Regions from separate parts of the Mus musculus genome. Here all the other regions are linked to region 2. A link is a contact called in public HiCAR-type and HiChIP or PLAC-seq data. All regions are on one chromosome and are shown on one strand. The core of a region is the stretch at or near the end of the contact, and the rest is flanking DNA. Distances in the headings are between cores, read along the strand shown. Region 1 has its middle 14 kb from the start of Gm31472. Region 2 holds the start of Hoxd13 (homeobox D13). Region 3 has its middle 24 kb from the start of Chn1.

Region 1 (3,705 bases), core at 165-2,664, 680 kb before region 2:
CTATCACATTAAAATGAGGAGCCAAGAGTTTCCCTGCTCATTCCTAGCCTGAAGAAGCATTTGAAGAGGGAAACGGGTAGAGCAGCGGCTTAGTCAATACTTTCTTGTGGATGGTTTTGTTTGCTGGATGCCCAAAGTCCCCAGTGGTGACAGTCCCCAGTGGTGACAGTCCCCAGTGGTGACAGTGCTACAATGACCTTCCCTCGTCTGCTAATGAAATGGCAGTCAGGCAGCAGGACCCCGATCTCTTAGATCTGGTTTTAGGGTTCCTTCCCCCATACCCATTGTAGGGTGCTGTTGTTCTGTCTGTGGGCTAGGACAAGGTCCAGATGGAGTGCTCTTACATCTTTACTGCTCAACAAAGGCTGGGGAAGACAGTTGTGCTATTGCTTGTTCAAAACATCTGGTAGCACCAGAGCCACCGGTAGAGCTATCAGAAAGCCCAGGGGACACAGTCAAGGCTTTAAGTAAGGCAAATGGCACATACATTGTAACTGTTATACAATGCAGGAGAAAAATGACTAAGTTGTTAATGCAGATTTCTAATTCAGGCCTAAACATCAGGGGGATCCTTTGGGAACTGTAGTTGTGTAGGTCATATCTCCTCAGTGAGATTTGTCCCTGAGCTGTGGAGTCTGTCGCTGTACCCTGTGTATGGTATCTGACTCTATCACAGCACCTTCACTGCACTTTGTGATTGTGTGGAAAATAAAAACTGGGGCTTTTGTTTTCCCACTGACTCTTCCTCCAGGGGCTGTTGTCTCCTGGGCTCTGATCTGTGGATGCAGTAATGGGTATCATAGCGAGTGCCACAGTAGCAACGCCACATACAGAGACGAGGGATCAAGCTTACAGCTTGTGATGATTATTTGCTAAAACATTAGTCTAGGTGCTTAATGTATTCATTTATATTTTTATTTTCGACATCTGCATTTGGAGATTGGCTCCAAGGTTAAAGAAGAAGATAACCCGTCTGGTAGGCCACCCCCTGGTTTTTATTGCTGAATCTGCTCCTTCATTTTCACCAGCTGGGTCATCTTTGCTCAGGGGAGACTCACTTGGCTAAGGCTAGTCAGGATACTGTTGTTTCCGAACAATTAAAACACAATCCGTACCTCCTCTAACCGACAAACCCCGATGATTACAATCAAAGAGCTTCCGATATTTTAAAACCAGAATGGCTGGGAGCTGCTAGGTACCACAAAGCCAACAAGAGACTGAGCGGATCCTCAGCCGATGGCCCTGGCAGTGAAAGGGAAGCCAAAGGAGGCACAATGGGCGGTGATAAAGGCACAAGCACTCTTATTACCGGGCGATCCATCATTTTAAGGAGGGAAGAGCCCCCAAAGAACAATGGAACCATGCAGATGCCGTGCATCCGGCCGAAGAAACAAATGTGACTGCACAATGGTGTCGTCATTGACAACATCCATTTATCGAACACAGTGCAGAGCCCTGTAGAAGGCACTCCGCCAGGGCTTGAATTACACAGACACTCACATTTGCAAGCCCTCCTCTTGTAACTGGGAAAGGAGAAAAACAGCCCAGGGAATGGGTTGTTTGTGTTTTTCCTTTCCATGTTCATGCTGTGTGTATTTCTACAACCTACTGGAGGATTCCCAGGCCTCCTGGACACTGTTATCTTTTTGAGGAAGGGGGACACTTTCCTGATGAGCACACTCACTGTCTTCTAGAGTACAACCAAACAGGGATGAACAAGGATAAAGCAACACCTTGCTGATACTGAGACAAGTGTTCTAAGTCTCTTCAGGTCCCTTTAACTGGAGCGCACCCTCCTGGTCTCCTCTTCCTCTATCTCCACTTGACCTTGACCCCACAGATACCATTGTTATTTAGGATAACCAGCTCTCCCCTCCTCCTCAGGATTTGATTTCCTTCACTCCATAGGGTGGAAGAGAGAGCAAAAGTAGAAAAGAGTCTGGGTGATGGAATCTGTTTCTGTGCAGCTCAGGCTGTGAAACTTCCTATTGGTCTCCCCTCTCCATCCCTTCGACTTATGCCATTGGTCTCCCCTCTCCGTCCCCTCGACTTATGCCATTAACCAGAGCATGTTTTGAGACCACTACTGTGTGGACTTGGCATATCCGTTTAGTGTACTGGGCACACTGTTCATTCCCACTGTAACTCAAGTAAGGGTGACTTGGGGCAAAGAAATTTGGGTGTTAGTGCAGGGAAATGCAGAGATGTAGAGGCCAACCTCATCCCAAGGAATATCTGCAGGGTGAAACTGCTCAGTAAGGACCTGCATCGTGTGTCCTTTCCAAACTCCTGGGCTGAAACCCCAACCCCTTAGGTCTCAGTGTGTGTGGGTGGGTATAGGGATTTTAAAGAGGTGAGTGAATGGAGAGTCTCCCCAGTCTAGTCAACGCACATGCACAAGCACGCACCATCCCCACAAACAGTGCCTATGTGCATCGATGTGCGTGTATATGCATGTATGAGCATGCTCACTGAGGACTGAAATTAACCTTGCATGCTTTCCTCCATCACACTCTATTATATTTGTTAAAGAAGGGCCTTTTGCCGAAACCAGGACCCACCAGCCAATTAAGATTAGTCAGTCTAGCCATTTTGCCCTGGAGATATCCTGTTTTTGTTTCCTGAGTTCTGGGATTACAGAGAACTCTCATCTACCTGGCTTTTATGTAGGCTTGGAGGACCAGAACACTGGCTCACACTTGATGGCGAGTGCTTTTTCCAAGGAGCCACCAATCTAATTTAATTCCTTATAAAAAAGAGAAGGTTTAGACACACACAGTCATCAGAGAGGAGAGCCACCTGTGAACAGAGGAGAGGAGCCTTATGTGAAACCAGCACTTTGATCTTGGACCTCAAGACTGGGAGAAAATACATTTCAAAAAGAAGCGGTCTTTTCTTTTTTCTTTCTTTTCTTTTTTTTTTTTTTTTTTGCTTTGTAAATTGCTCAGCATGTGGTATGTTGTTATGGCAGCCGGAGAAAGCTAAGGATGCACACACATTGTTGTGTTTTATAAAATGGTGGTATAATGCAGCAGGAGGGAGCATCTCAGTGGGCCCATGCAGAGGTGTCGTACTGAACAATCAGCCTTACGACAGGCCTAGTATAGAAGGAAATTTATTAGAGGATGGGAAGGGGACATGGAGTTGAGGTACAGGCAGGCAAAGAAAGGTGATAGTGGTGGGCAGAGACAGAGAAGGACAAGAGAGAGGGGAGAGAGAGAGAGAGAGAGAGAGAGAGAGAGAGAGAGAGAGGGAGAGAGAGAGAGAGAGAGAGAGAGAGAGAGAGAGAGAGAGAGAGAGAAGTTGTCTTCTTATACACCTGCTCTAGCTCATACCTGTTGGGCAAAGACACAAGCTGTTGCTAGGTAGCTTCTGGGTGGAGCCTAGAGGAGTTGCTAACATGCATGATGAACTATGGATAGGAAAGAACTTTGTCAGTTTTTATTAGGTCTAAATTATATAGAACCTTCATTTTCTAAGAGCCCATACTGGGCTAGCAACTGTCAGGCAACTTTCCTGACTTTTCTGGCTGAGTTGTTAAGCTGTCTTCTGATTTATTTAAGAAAATAATGCAATTTAAAGGAATTTTACAGAAAAATTTAAATAATTTTCTTTATGCTATAATTTGTTGTATTGTATGTTTAATTAGAGGGGGCTAGGAAGATGCCTCTGGTTAAGAGTATTGGTGGATATTCCCAGTACCCA
Region 2 (3,706 bases), core at 41-2,540:
GAAGAAGAAGAAGAAGAAGAAGAAGAAGAAGAAGAAGAAGAAGAAGAAAAGAGAAGAGAAGAGAAGAGAAAAGAAAAGAAAAGAAAAGAAAAGAAAAGAAAAGAAAAGAAAAGAAAAGAAAAGAAAAGAAAAGAAAAGAAAAGAAAAGAGACGAGAAGAGAAGAAAGGACACCCCCTTGACTTGACACACTCAATTCCCTGCTGTTGGCAGCCTGGAAAAGGAAGCGAAACAAAGGTCCCTGGGAAAGTGAAGTTTTCAATTAATTGGTGTGAGTAACGGGCGGGGGTGGGTGGTGGCTGCAAAAAGCTAGAGGCCGGTATGCTGTGGGCGAGGCGCAGAAGATTCGTGGCACTCTATTGAGTGGCTTTCTCCTCCCGCGCTGGTACGGAGTCTTTTGGGCTGGGCAGGAGGAGGCCAAGCTGAAGCTAAGGCCAGCCTGGCAAAGTGACTGCCGGCTGGCCAAGAGCAGAGACGTGAACCGAACATCTGTGGACTTCCTAGTTGCGCCGATTGTCAGGCTTGCGGCTTCGAGATGAATTCTAAGTCTCTGATGCTGCCCCAAGACTGTTTCGTGAGTATTTTTGTGGGCCGATGGTGCTGTATAGGAAGGATCTACTCCGACTGATGTCCTATGTGTGGAATACTTTTACCCGTTCGTTAGGTATGTTCAAGGTAGGATGAGCTGTCTCGAATTTGGGGTGACGCGGTAGACTAAGGAAAGATGAGCAACAGGTTTTTAAAAATAGAATTGCTCTGTTTTCTCGTCATTCTGCTCATCTCTGTCCTTCATCCTCACTTTGGTGTGCAGCTCGAGGAGCCAAAGAGCAGTGGCAAAAACAACGGTTGCGGAGATGAAGCGCAGGCCTCGGCGCCCGCCTCGCAGACAGGCCCGAGATGGGCCGTCGCGCAATCAGGGGGTGGCTGCAAAGTCAACTCCTGGGTCTGGGGGAGGGCGGGGATGCGAGGTGGGCCTCCCAAAGGGCTGAAGAGGGGTGGGGACCGGGTGGGTGGGTCCAGCCGGACCTGGGCTGGGAGCCAGGCTCTCCCGCGCCCCCACCCCCACGTGTCCCGGCGCAGCCAATGGCAGGGTCCCCGGCCGGCGCCCTCGGGGCGGGAGACGGCCCCCTGACCGTCCCAGGCCCCCTCCCAACCTGAACTTCGTTTTTATAAACGTCCCGCGATGAGCTAACCTGTTGGAGGGCGGGCGGGCGGGCGGGCGGGCAGGAGGCGGGAGGCTCGCGGAGGGAGAGAGGACGGGAGGGAAAGGGCGGGAGCGAGCGCGCCGCGGAACACAGCGAGGAGGGAGGAGGCGCAGCGCGCCATGGTGTCCTGCGCGGGGCCGAGGCCGGGGCCCGGGCCGGGCCAGGCCGGGCCATGAGCCGCTCGGGGACTTGGGACATGGATGGGCTGCGGGCGGACGGCGGGGCCGCTGGGGCGGCACCGGCCTCCTCCTCCTCCTCCGTAGCAGCGCCTGGCCAGTGTCGCGGCTTCCTGTCGGCGCCGGTGTTCGCGGGGACACATTCCGGACGCGCGGCGGCGGCGGCCGCAGCAGCGGCGGCGGCAGCGGCGGCAGCATCCAGCTTCGCTTACCCAGGGACCTCTGAGCGCACAGGCTCTTCGTCGTCGTCGTCATCCTCGGCTGTGATCGCCACTCGCCCCGAGGCTCCTGTGGCCAAAGAGTGTCCCGCGCCAGCGGCCGCCGCGACCGCTGCAGCACCGCCGGGCGCTCCCGCGCTGGGCTATGGCTACCACTTCGGCAACGGTTACTACAGCTGCCGCATGTCGCACGGCGTAGGCTTACAGCAGAACGCTCTCAAGTCGTCCCCGCACGCTTCTCTCGGAGGTTTCCCGGTGGAGAAGTACATGGACGTGTCGGGCCTGGCGAGCAGCAGCGTACCGACCAACGAGGTGCCCGCAAGAGCCAAGGAAGTGTCCTTCTACCAGGGCTACACAAGTCCCTATCAGCACGTGCCTGGCTACATCGACATGGTGTCCACTTTTGGATCCGGGGAACCTCGGCACGAGGCATACATCTCCATGGAGGGCTACCAGTCCTGGACGCTAGCCAACGGGTGGAACAGCCAGGTGTACTGTGCCAAGGATCAGCCACAGGGGTCCCATTTTTGGAAATCATCCTTTCCAGGTAGGAGCAACGAAAAAAGGGGAGGGAGAAAAAAGAAAAGCCCCTATTTGGGAGTGGTTACTTATATTCCAGGCCTGACCAGGTATAATCCACTAGAAAAATTTGTTTAGTCTCTGTGATCTCTGACTTTCCCAATTAAAAGCGCCTCTGCTATGTTTTCCTTCCCGTGAAGCACAAGTGCTTTTTATCCACTAAAGTTCAAGATCTTTCGTTACCTTTGCTGCTTCCCCCTTCCTCTCCCTCCCTCCCTCTTTCCCCTTTCCCTAACCCCATCCCCCTCCCTTCCTCACTCCCCTGACTAAAGAGGTTTCTGAAAGGTGCCAGAGTTGGGTCCCCGTGTTTTCAAGTGGGGTTCCAATGACCACTGAAGCTTCTTAGAGCCCATAAACTCCCAAACACAGTAGAAGAGATTAAAGCTTGAGTAAAAGATCTGAAGTGTGTGTGTGTGTGTGTGTGTGTGTGTGTGTGTTTGAATGTATGCAACTGGCAATTGCAGAAACTGTCCTTATGAGCTTCCCCCAATAACCAGACCATAAAATCACAGGCTTGTTAAAATGCCGGTTTGAAAAACCATGATGATCCATCAAATTAGCCTTTGTCTCAAAGTGCAAATAGTCTTTCTTTAATACTGTGTAAATAATATGTCTGTGTAAATAATAATAAAGTATAAACAATCTCATTTTCTTTATTCCCTCCCTTCCCCCGCCCAGTACTAACAAATAACAAACGCACTCACATTAACACAACTCAAAGCTTAGGTGTTCCAAGTATCCAGGCTAATGTTTCCCCTGCTGTTGTTTATGCTAGGAGATGTGGCTTTAAACCAGCCGGACATGTGCGTCTACCGACGGGGAAGGAAGAAAAGGGTGCCTTACACCAAACTGCAGCTCAAAGAACTGGAGAATGAGTATGCCATTAACAAGTTCATTAACAAGGACAAGCGGCGGCGGATCTCAGCTGCCACGAACCTTTCGGAGAGACAAGTAACCATTTGGTTTCAGAATCGAAGGGTGAAGGACAAGAAAATCGTCTCCAAGCTCAAAGACACTGTCTCCTGATGTGGGCCAGGTTGGCCACAGACAGTTTAAATGCGTTCAGTTGTCTCCAAAAAAATACCTTTGAAAAGACTTGAAAATGTATTTAATTTCCCTCCCCCTTCCCTGCCTAGAAAGGCAAGCATTGTGAATCCTTTTCCCCCCTCTCTATCTCTCTCTCTCTCTCTTGACCTTTATCTGGTTCTAAAACTTTTTGCTGCCCAATCCGACTTTGTAATTCTATTTCTTACTTGCTTATTATTGGTTTTGTTCTTGTCTAGGTTTGTTTTTATAATTTTTAAACATTGTTTCTCCCTCCAGGCCAGTATGAGGAAAAAAAAACTTGAAGTATTTTTTTCAATAATCCCCCCAAATGAATTTCAGAAGTGCCCTTGTATTTAGGGGTTTATTTTTTTAACAGGATTTTATATGTGTTTCCAGCACTGATTATGCTTATAATCCATTAGGCCAGAATCGTTTTTTTTAGCCTTTCATACCCTGTGATTGTGTAATTGAATCATTAGCTCT
Region 3 (3,318 bases), core at 554-3,053, 870 kb before region 2:
GATGGCTCAGCAGTTAAGAGTACTGACTGCTCTTCTAGAGGTCCTTAGTTCAATTCCCAGCAACCACATGGTGGCTCACAACCATGTATAATGGGACCCGATGCTCTCTTTTGGTATGTCTGAAGACAGACAATGTACTCACATACATAAAGTAAATAAATCTTTAATGATAAAGAAGGGCTTTTATAATCACTCTATAGAATTAAATAGAGTCACCCATCACTGAACTAAAAGGAATCTCATTTCAAAAGTAGTGTATACATGCTCATCTTGATTAAATTCATTTATCCCATTCACTGAGCACATACTGTGTACCATATCTCCAGAATATAGAGATTAATTACACAGAGAGAAGTTGTCAGATACAATCCATACCTTCATAGAGTTTACAGTCTAATGGAAAGAAAATTAAAATAATATGAATGCATGTGTTTCCGGGTGTATGGGAACAGATAGAGAGGATTCCAGGTTAGTCCCAAAAGACCATCATCTATAACAAATGGTTCTACAAGTCTACATCAGTCTCTGTATTAAAAAACAAAAACTAACTCCTGGAGAAGCACGATGCAAAATCTGTGTAAACACACATAGAACTTAGTCGAGAAAGCCCTTCTGGAGAGAGTGACTTCTAAGTAGAGAGCCTCAGTAACAAGCAGCAATGTACACTGTAATTGATTGTCTTCATGAGCTGTGAATAGCTCTGGCTAGACCTTAGAATGCACTGTTGAAAAGAGAGAGGTGGGTTGGAGAGATGGCTCAGCGGTTGAGAGCACTGATTACTCTTCCAGAGGTCCTGAGTTCAATTCCTAGCAACCATGTGATGGCTCACAACTGTTGGGTAATGGAATCTGATTTCACTTTTCAGGTGTGAGATATATATATATCACATACACACACACACACACACATATACACAAACACACACACCTGTGTTAGCCAGGTGAGCTGGATTTGTAAACCCAGCACTTGGAAAGCAAAAGCAGAATAATCAGAAGTTTAAAGCCATCCTTGGTTATGTAGCCAATTTGAAGCCAGTCTGGGCTACACGAGGCTTTGTCTCAATAGAACAAAAGCAGGATAATGTTTGTGCAGGGCTAGAGAGATGGAGCGCAGCAGCTGGAGGTGAGAATCCACTTAGGAAGTGATTCAGTTCATGAAGCTGAGCACGGGCTGTGGCCTGAATGAAGGTGCTAACAGCAGCCATATGTTCAGTCCTGTGACTGATAATCACTCCCCCTCGACTGTTCATGAAAAGATTCAAGAGACAGTTGGGGGAATGGAATAGAAAGAGTTGGGTCTATGATTTGTTAGATATGGAAATCAAGGTTAGGTCCAATAAAATCAATAGGAAAATGCAGTAAGACTGGAATGTAGGCTAGAGCTGCTCTCAGTGTTTGCTGAGGACGCTCCCATTAAAATAAAATAAAATAAAATAAAATAAAAGTATCTTGAGTCAATTTGTGTCTAGTTACAGATTCACAGAAAGCCCTGGAGCCCTGCTGGCAGTCTAGTTCTCCCCCACAAGCTCACCCACTCAAACTGAAAGGTCAGAGTAGAGAATTGCAACAGTGTAGCTTGCCTCATTAAAGTATTATAAGGTAAAGCGCCTAATTATTAGATGCTGCTTTATTGATTAATTTAGTAGTTCACCCAAAGCATGTCTGCACTGCCTATGGCTAAGCATGTCTTCACTGGGACACGGTGACCTGGAGGAATAGCTGAGACAATGGGCCATTGCCCTTAACAACCTGACTAGTAAAGCTGACTGAGGTGTGCAAACAAGGTCACATTCCTGGTGCGCTTTAAAACAAACAGGATGTAAAATGTAGAGACGGCCCATGTGCAGGAAGCAGAGATGAGGGAAAGATGCAAAGGCAGGGAGGGCCCTTGGTGAGCTTCCACGTGGGTGCTGAGAATTGAACCTATGTCCTCAGGAAGAGGCAACCAATGCTCTTAGCTGCTGAGCCATCTCTCCAGCCCCTAGGCCCTTGGTTATCAAAACTTTTCTGTGCTCCATGAGAGCACCCACTGTTCCCAATGACACCTGGCTTTGTAACATTGTAAAATAAACTGCTTCACTTAAGCTACTCGGAGTTTCTCCAATGTCTTTATACCCAGTGGGAGTTTTTGTTTTTCACAGTCTTCCTCCACAGAATGTGTCTTTTGAGGACATTATCTGTAAGATGAGGGGCGTGTGGAGACAACAAGTGACCTGGGTGACACTCTGGTGGAGACACTTGACAGGCAGTTGCACATCTGGGTCTGGATTTATGGAAGGGAAGCTCAATCATCTCTGGGTAGATGGAGTGGTAGCTACAGGCAGTGGGACTCATCATCTAGGGAGTTATCTACAGTAGAAAAAAGGAGGGTTAGGCTACAGTTCTGCAAGGGAGATAGAGAGACAGAAGAAGGTAAAAAAGAGGTTGTCTTAAGAAGGGAAGGCCTGAAACAAAACAAAAGGAACAAATGAACAGAAAAACAATGACTACCAACAAAAAAGCTGGTAGTAGCACACTTCTTTAGTCTCAGCACTCCCGAGGCAGAGGTAGAAGCAGGCAGATCTCTGAGCTCGAGGCCAGCATGATCTACAGAGAGAGTTCCAGGACAGGGTTCTAAAGAGAAACTCTGTCTTGAAAAGAAAAAATAGAAGGAGGAATAAGAGGAGAAGGAGGAGGAGGAGGAGGAAACAAAGACAAACTATCAGAATCAATGCTTTGGATTAATTGACTTTGTTGGGAGCCATTAATGCAACGCTATTGTCCTGATCTCTGAATTGGGCCTCTCCCCCCAAGAAGAAAAGAGGGTCAAAGGCGGGCCACCGACACATGGATTCCGAGAACTACGGGATGTTCCAGCCCTGGGTCATCACCGCTCTCCTGACCACACCCTGACACCACCAAGTTCCTGCTTCCCCGTGTAGCTGTCAAAAGAAAGAATTTCTATTGCCCCCCTTCCCATAAGTACTTCTCCTTTTGCTTGCATTGCCCTACCCCTCCCACTGATAATTACTTCCCCTTTTGCTTGTATTGCCCTACCCCTCCCACTGATAAGTATCTGTACTTCCCCTTTTGCTTGTGCATTTAAGCCTTGGACCTTTCTCAATATAGTGGGGTCTTGATACAACTTCAGAACGGTTTCCGTGTCGTTATTCGTACAAGACCCTCGTCTCTCTCTACCCCCCATTTGGTTCTTAGGAGGAGGTCCCCTCGAGATCCTCGAATAACTGGACCTGCTGGATGGGTCATGACTTTTAATCTTTAATAAAACCAACTTGATCCCTTCCTGCCCCCAAAGTATTTGCCTTCATACTACGATTTT

The links. HiCAR-type assays count read pairs that join an accessible place to other places. HiChIP or PLAC-seq counts read pairs in DNA pulled down with a chosen protein or histone mark.
Region 1: an H3K4me3 HiChIP or PLAC-seq map of embryonic basal ganglia shows a contact between it and region 2, with 11 times the contacts expected there. The contact joins the enhancer-like site here to the promoter of Hoxd13 in region 2. A contact is called at or near these places in 9 of 39 promoter capture datasets (the C10 cell line, the HPC-7 cell line, HPC-7-derived erythroid cells and 6 more), 1 of 484 Hi-C or Micro-C datasets (embryonic stem cells), 10 of 115 datasets of contacts at active chromatin or transcription factors (craniofacial prominence, embryonic basal ganglia, embryonic forebrain and 7 more) and 1 of 9 other capture datasets (embryonic stem cells).
Region 3: a contact with region 2 is called in a HiCAR-type map of embryonic stem cells, with 2.9 times the contacts expected there. The contact joins the enhancer-like site here to the promoter of Hoxd13 in region 2. A contact is called at or near these places in 21 of 39 promoter capture datasets (the 3T3-L1 cell line, 3T3-L1-derived adipocytes, the C10 cell line and 13 more), 1 of 15 datasets of contacts at CTCF or cohesin (embryonic stem cells), 18 of 484 Hi-C or Micro-C datasets (the HPC-7 cell line, cardiomyocytes, cerebellar granule neurons and 5 more), 12 of 115 datasets of contacts at active chromatin or transcription factors (craniofacial prominence, embryonic hindbrain, embryonic limb bud and 5 more) and 2 of 9 other capture datasets (embryonic stem cells and embryonic trunk).

What each region holds. Positions count from the first base shown.
Region 1 is chr2:73,990,622-73,994,326 of GRCm38.p6, forward strand. No RefSeq gene overlaps it. Among named protein-coding and RNA genes, the nearest start is that of Gm31472, 14 kb to the left of the region's middle. Within about 2 kb of position 1,415, at least 10 of the 459 cell types and tissues checked have an H3K27ac peak or open chromatin away from gene starts, as enhancers often do.
Region 2 is chr2:74,666,935-74,670,640 of GRCm38.p6, forward strand. Hoxd13 (homeobox D13) reads left to right here and starts at 1,291. Exons shown (of 2, transcript NM_008275.4): 1 at 1,291-2,144; 2 at 2,952-3,706. The coding sequence starts at 1,376. The coding sequence ends at 3,202.
Region 3 is chr2:73,797,193-73,800,510 of GRCm38.p6, forward strand. No RefSeq gene overlaps it. Among named protein-coding and RNA genes, the nearest start is that of Chn1, 24 kb to the left of the region's middle. Within about 2 kb of position 1,804, at least 17 of the 459 cell types and tissues checked have an H3K27ac peak or open chromatin away from gene starts, as enhancers often do. A contact at or near this core is called in embryonic stem cells and trophoblast stem cells, where this site is marked.